2 separate regions of the Cyprinus carpio genome follow, and region 2 is linked to region 1. A link is a contact called in public Hi-C data. All regions are on one chromosome and are shown on one strand. Each heading gives the region's core, a stretch centred on a gene start, on an enhancer-like site or on the middle of the called end of the contact. The rest is flanking DNA. Distances are from core to core; before and after follow the strand shown.

What was found. A called contact is a pair of places that touch in the nucleus more often than the background predicts.
Region 2: a Hi-C map of skeletal muscle shows a contact between it and region 1, with 5 times the contacts expected there. The contact joins the enhancer-like site here to the promoter of src in region 1. A contact is called at or near these places in 5 of 8 Hi-C or Micro-C datasets (liver and skeletal muscle).

The regions. Positions count from the first base shown.
Region 1 is chrB23:22,991,269-22,994,062 of ASM1834038v1, forward strand. It overlaps src (proto-oncogene tyrosine-protein kinase Src), which reads left to right and starts at 1,449. Exons shown (of 13, transcript XM_042750050.1): 1 at 1,449-1,869.
Region 2 is chrB23:23,048,446-23,051,239 of ASM1834038v1, forward strand. No RefSeq gene overlaps it. Among protein-coding and RNA genes, the nearest start is that of LOC122141894, 22 kb to the right of the region's middle. Within about 2 kb of position 1,341, at least 1 of the 8 cell types and tissues checked has an H3K27ac peak or open chromatin away from gene starts, as enhancers often do. A contact at or near this core is called in skeletal muscle, where this site is marked.

The DNA.
Region 1 (2,794 bases), core at 199-2,698:
AGTTTCTCAAGTCACATGCTGTTTTTTAATTATTATTATTGATATTAATAATAATAAATCACAGGACATGAATAAACCTGATTTAATTTTTCTTGTGATTACATTGTTTTTTAATGGTCTCATTTTGTACAAATGTTTGTCACTTGCTGGAATTATGTAAATAATGTGTTGACGTCATTCCAAGAGCAACCAGTATTTGCCAGCAGGGGGCTGCAGTGCCACATCTTTGGCTAAAAACTTGGCTTTACTGTACAACAAACATATATTGTGCAAATGAAGGAAGACAGCATGAATTGGCCTCAAGCCTTTATCTCTGGTATGTGTGTGGCTGTCAAAACCTGATGAGACTTGTCATAAGTAATAGAAAATTCAAAGCTAAAGGGAAGCACTCACAAAAAACATGAATCCATTTAATGAGTCAATCAGTCTAGTCTCAAATATTCAGTGAGGATTGGCATTCTAATTCAGTTATATTTACTCTCCCTATATAATTATTATTATTATTATTATTATTATTATTTCACTCTGGTTCCAGTGTTTCTTGTTGTATGTTACAATGTCACGCCAGTAGGTGGGGATAATTTTGCGTGTCTTTTGCAGTATAATGAGTGGGGGTGAATAAGGCCTCCTGTAGCGAATCAACGTGTTTTTAAAAATTATCCTGTAAATAAATATACAAAACATCCATATTTAAAATGGTAAAAGTAATCAATTTGGTGATCCATGGCTCTAGGCGAAACTAACAGTTGTACACGGAAGCCTTTCCGGGCGGATGACATAGGATGCAGACGTAGCGCATGCGCTTCGGAGTCTCGCGAAAACCAATGTTTGTTTACAGGAGCAAAGGAAGCAAAGTTGCCTTACTTTAGCAAAGGAAAACCAGTCTCCTCTTGGCTTATATCCAAATCCTCTGACATTCTTCTGTACAAATCCTGGTTTTGCATTTCTAATTCGTGACTACTGGTTTGTTTGTTTTGTTTTTTTCTCTCCACTGCCAGTCTGCATTCGTCACTGCTGAGTTAATAATGGGCTAACTTTCTTTTTTGGGTGAACTAACCCTTTAAATGATTCATTCCAATGACAGATTTGTCCAAAAATGTCTATATGTCAGTATGATTGTCAGATTTAATTATTTATTTACATTTATGACAGAGTAGTGAATGTAAGCCATGAGCATGCACTGAGCAATCTCAAAATGACGTTTCGGGTGCCCCAGATCCAGCAATAGGTGGCCCAGTTACCTTAAATTCTCGACAGAGTCATGATGAACCCCATTCCAGGCCTCCCACCCCTCTCTCTCTCTCTCTCTCTCTCTCTGAGTCTGTCTCTCTCTCTCTCTCTCTCTCTCTCTCTCTGAGTCTCTGTCTCTCTCTCTCTCTCAGAAACAGAGCGCGTGCAGACTTGTCTCTGCTAGTCAAGTGTAACGTAGTAAAACAGTGTCACGTCAGAGCGCCCTGCCCTCCCCGCTGCCTCTCCAGTTTCCCCTCATCATCATTCGGGTGTCATGGGTCTGACTCCCCCTTCGGCCGTGCGCGCTCTCTCAGGGACGACGTAAGCTCCTGCTGTATATCCAGGCATCAGATCATTCCCGATCACGTTTGATCGTGACGCTGGATATATTAACTGAACATTGTTATTAACGATGACTCGAGCAGCTGTGCGCGTTCCCAGGCAACCCCCGTCATGAACGCGCACTGAACGCGCTCACTCGCTCCGTTTCATTTCTTCTATCAGAGCCGGTCAGAGTTATTGACTATGGAGAGCTGAGCCTCATTCATTCATACAGCGAAAACAGTAACTCAAAGGTCAATCAGAGCAACCGGAAACCGAAAGGATTTTATTCACGCCACATTCGTGGTTCTCGACAAGGTGAGTACGTTATGTCTGGATTATGTTTTATATAGGCTAGTATATTTTTTGCTGGGCGTTCAGATTAGAAACAGAGCTCAAGGTGAATTTTAGCACATTTCCGATTTATGAAGGAGGCTATATAAACGTTCTGGCATATTGTTTAAAACGAAGTCCATGCCGATTATTATTTGTCCATGGTGTTTATAAATCCGGGTATTTTTTTCTCCGGTTTAAATGGACTGTAAGATTGTGTCTCAACAACAAATGCTCGTGATGTTTTCCATTTAAACCAGATGCAATTCATGCGATTATTGATCTATTTGTGTGACAAACAACTGCAATGTGGTGAGCTGTTTCAGATGACTAAAACTAGCCGAAGTCCTGTCAAGGACTAGTCTGGATTTGTCTCTTTTTTTCTTATTCTTCTTCTTTTTTTTGTACGTCACACCTGATCTCCCTGTAGGGAAGGAAAATTTCAAATCAGATCCCCTTTTTTTTCTTTCTCTACTCTGTCGGTTGTTTATTTTAGACAATGTTGAGGATAAATAAACAGCTTTTCAGATATTTTCCCAGAGGAAAAACACGCCAGTAATTTCTGGAGTTAGCAGATGACAACAATGTCTCAAACTGTGTTCATATTGCCAAAATTACATGACAGATTCCAGTATGAATCCACATATGATCCGGATTCATTTTATAAATGTGTACAGTACAACTATTCTCTCATTTGTATCTGTTTAGTAGAAACATCTGAGACGAAGATCGTTGATGGAGTGGGGTTTACTTCTTTATTCAGTACTTGCTTCTTTTTCTACTTTTAATGAAATGTGTTAGTGATAGACTGATTAATTCGACTATCTATCTATCTATCTATCTATCTATCTATCTATCTATCTATCTATCTATCTATCTATCTATCTATCTATCTATCTATCTTCCGCCT
Region 2 (2,794 bases), core at 91-2,590, 57 kb after region 1:
TGCAGTTGAAGAACAGCAGTTCTAATATACAGAGCTAATAGCATGATTTAATATTAGAGAAGCTCAGTCTCTTAAGGATTTAAATCGTTTTAGGCTAGCTTTTACTTGATTTTATTCTTATCAAGCAAGTTTTCATTCATTCATTCGTTTATTTATTTATTTTTTTACATAAAATAAATCTGTTATATTAAAAATAAAAATACATAATAGAATGGTAAATGGAAAGACAATTAATGAAAACAAAGGAAAAACAAAGGTGTCCCCCAGCCGAAGGTCCATAAATCCCATGTGATCTGACATCATTCAGTCTGATCCCTTTGGGCTCCTTAAGGATTTGTTTTGTGTTCATCATCTTTTACCAATTACTTTTTACATTGACTATCATTCTCTAAAAACTAATACAATCAGATAAATAATTTCTCAAATATTTATTACAATATATAGGCTACTGATAAATTTAACGTTTTAAACTATTGTTGAACCTTTCCTTTTAGATCTCAAATAGACGTCTATTAGATGTCTTTAAGATGTTTATGATTTAGAATGTATGTAAATCTTACAGTTTTTTGTCAGATGTTTGCACACAACAGGTGCCTTCCAGATCAAGTGATCTTTAACAGACATCTTGCAGAAGCATGTGTGCTTTCTGGGATATAATCACGGCTGAAGACACAACAAGCGGAGGAACAGACAAACAGAGTCAACTGAGTGAGTCATTTATAATGGAACCGCTCCGATTGATTCAACCTGAAAAACTGATCGAATTTCGACAACACTTGTTAAGGTTTTTTTTATTTTATTTTTTTATTAAAAGCACATAGTGCTAGGTGAAACAGAGCTTTTCGAAACTCCAAATCACCATTGCATTGCAAAATGATTCACCGTTTCGAAGCGCTTGAATCGGATAGCGTATCGCGAATCATTTGATTCATCGAGACTTCGTAGCACATATTGTGAATCATTTGATCAGGACCTCGGAGCGCTTATCGCAAATTATTTGATTGAACGGGACTTCCGAGTAGGTTTGCAAATCTTTTGATTCATATCGGAACTTGGAGCAGGTTTGCGAATCATTTTGGGAATTGAAAGATTTGTGATATGCTGCCGATCTGAAATATGGTTCGCGAATCATATTCGATCGGAGCATGGATTTTATTTACTTCGGAGCGGGTTCGTAAATCATTCAGATCAGGACATTCGAGCTGGCTCGCGAATCCTTTGATTCAGATCGGGACTTCGGAGCAGGTTCACAAATAATTAGATTTAGATTGGAACTTCGGAGCAGGTTTGTGAACCATTTGATTCAGATTGGAACTTCGAAGCAGGTTCCCAAATAATTTGATTTAGATTGGAACTTCGGAGCGAGTTTGTGAATCATTTGATTCAGATTGGGACTTTGGAGCAGGTTCCCAAATAATCTGATTTAGATCGGAACTTCAGAGCAGGTTCCCAAATAATTAGATTTAGATTGGAACTTCGGAGCAGGTTTGTGAACCATTTGATTCAGATTGGAACTTCAGATCACCAAACAAAATAATTAGATTTAGATTGGAACTTCAGAGCAGGTTCCCAAATAATTAGATTTAGATTGGAACTTCGGAGCGGGTTTGCAAATCATTTGATTCAGATCAGAACTTCTGTGCGGTTTAGTGAATCATTGTTTCCCAAAAGCATGTTAGCTAATATGGTCATTTAATTCCATTAAACTCTATTGGTAACGGGGAACTTGCGACAATATTTGCTTTTGGGAAATGCACCCCTGATCGGGACTTCAAAACAGGTTTGCGAATCATTTGATTCAGAACGGAACTTCGGAGCGCTTTGTGAATCATTATTTGGAGTGGGCTTTCTTTCATTTTCTCTCTTTTTTTCTTTTCTTTTTTTTAAATAAACAGCGCAAAACATCAAACCATTAAGTCAGTACAGGTATAATAACAAAACAGAAAAAAAAGAAAGCATATACAGATACAAATTTTATTAGCATATAGTAAAAGTGTAGTTACCATGGTTTTTAGCATTTGTTTACCATTTGTATAACCACAGTTTTACTACAAATACCATGTGTGTGTATTTTTTTTGTACAATAATAATAATAATAATATAAAATAAATAAATGTACACCTTAAGAGGACACATAGGATGAATGTCCACCTTTTTCTTCAACTCAGAAGTGAGCCTATGGGTGAGACTTCCGGTTCATTAGCCTATAGGAAAGTAAGGAGGAGAATAACAATGTGCAGTAAACCATAAAACTGTTTGCACTACAACCCAATGTGTTCATAATTAAGATAATACATTAATATAATAAGATAAGACACACCAACTTTCAATATCAAGCCGCAAAACGAACTGTTTTGTTCAGCTAAAAATAGCTGGGTGGATGAGACCGGAAGCCAGACCCACAGTATTTACAAAAGGCCGCGCCCATTTTTACGACAAGAAAATGTGGTTAAGGTTAACAGTGCTTTGGATAGATTCCATACATGTCTATATCAACTTTGAATAAAGAGAAGAGAGTTTTAGAGACAGATTTTTGTTAATTTATGTGAAATGCAGATTGCAGGAAATACAAATTATCCCAATTATATTTAATTCTCCTATATTGTCTTTTGAGTAGTCAAACAATCCAAAGAAAATATCTTTAAATCTGCTGCAGTAATGTTATTGGTTTTGCATGGGCTAATCAAAATTGTGTACAGTAGTTAGTCTGATTTGTATGCTAACATAAAAAAAAAGCTCCCTTCATGAATTATGAGTATGTTTGCTACCATATCTATAAATAAAGACTTTAGAG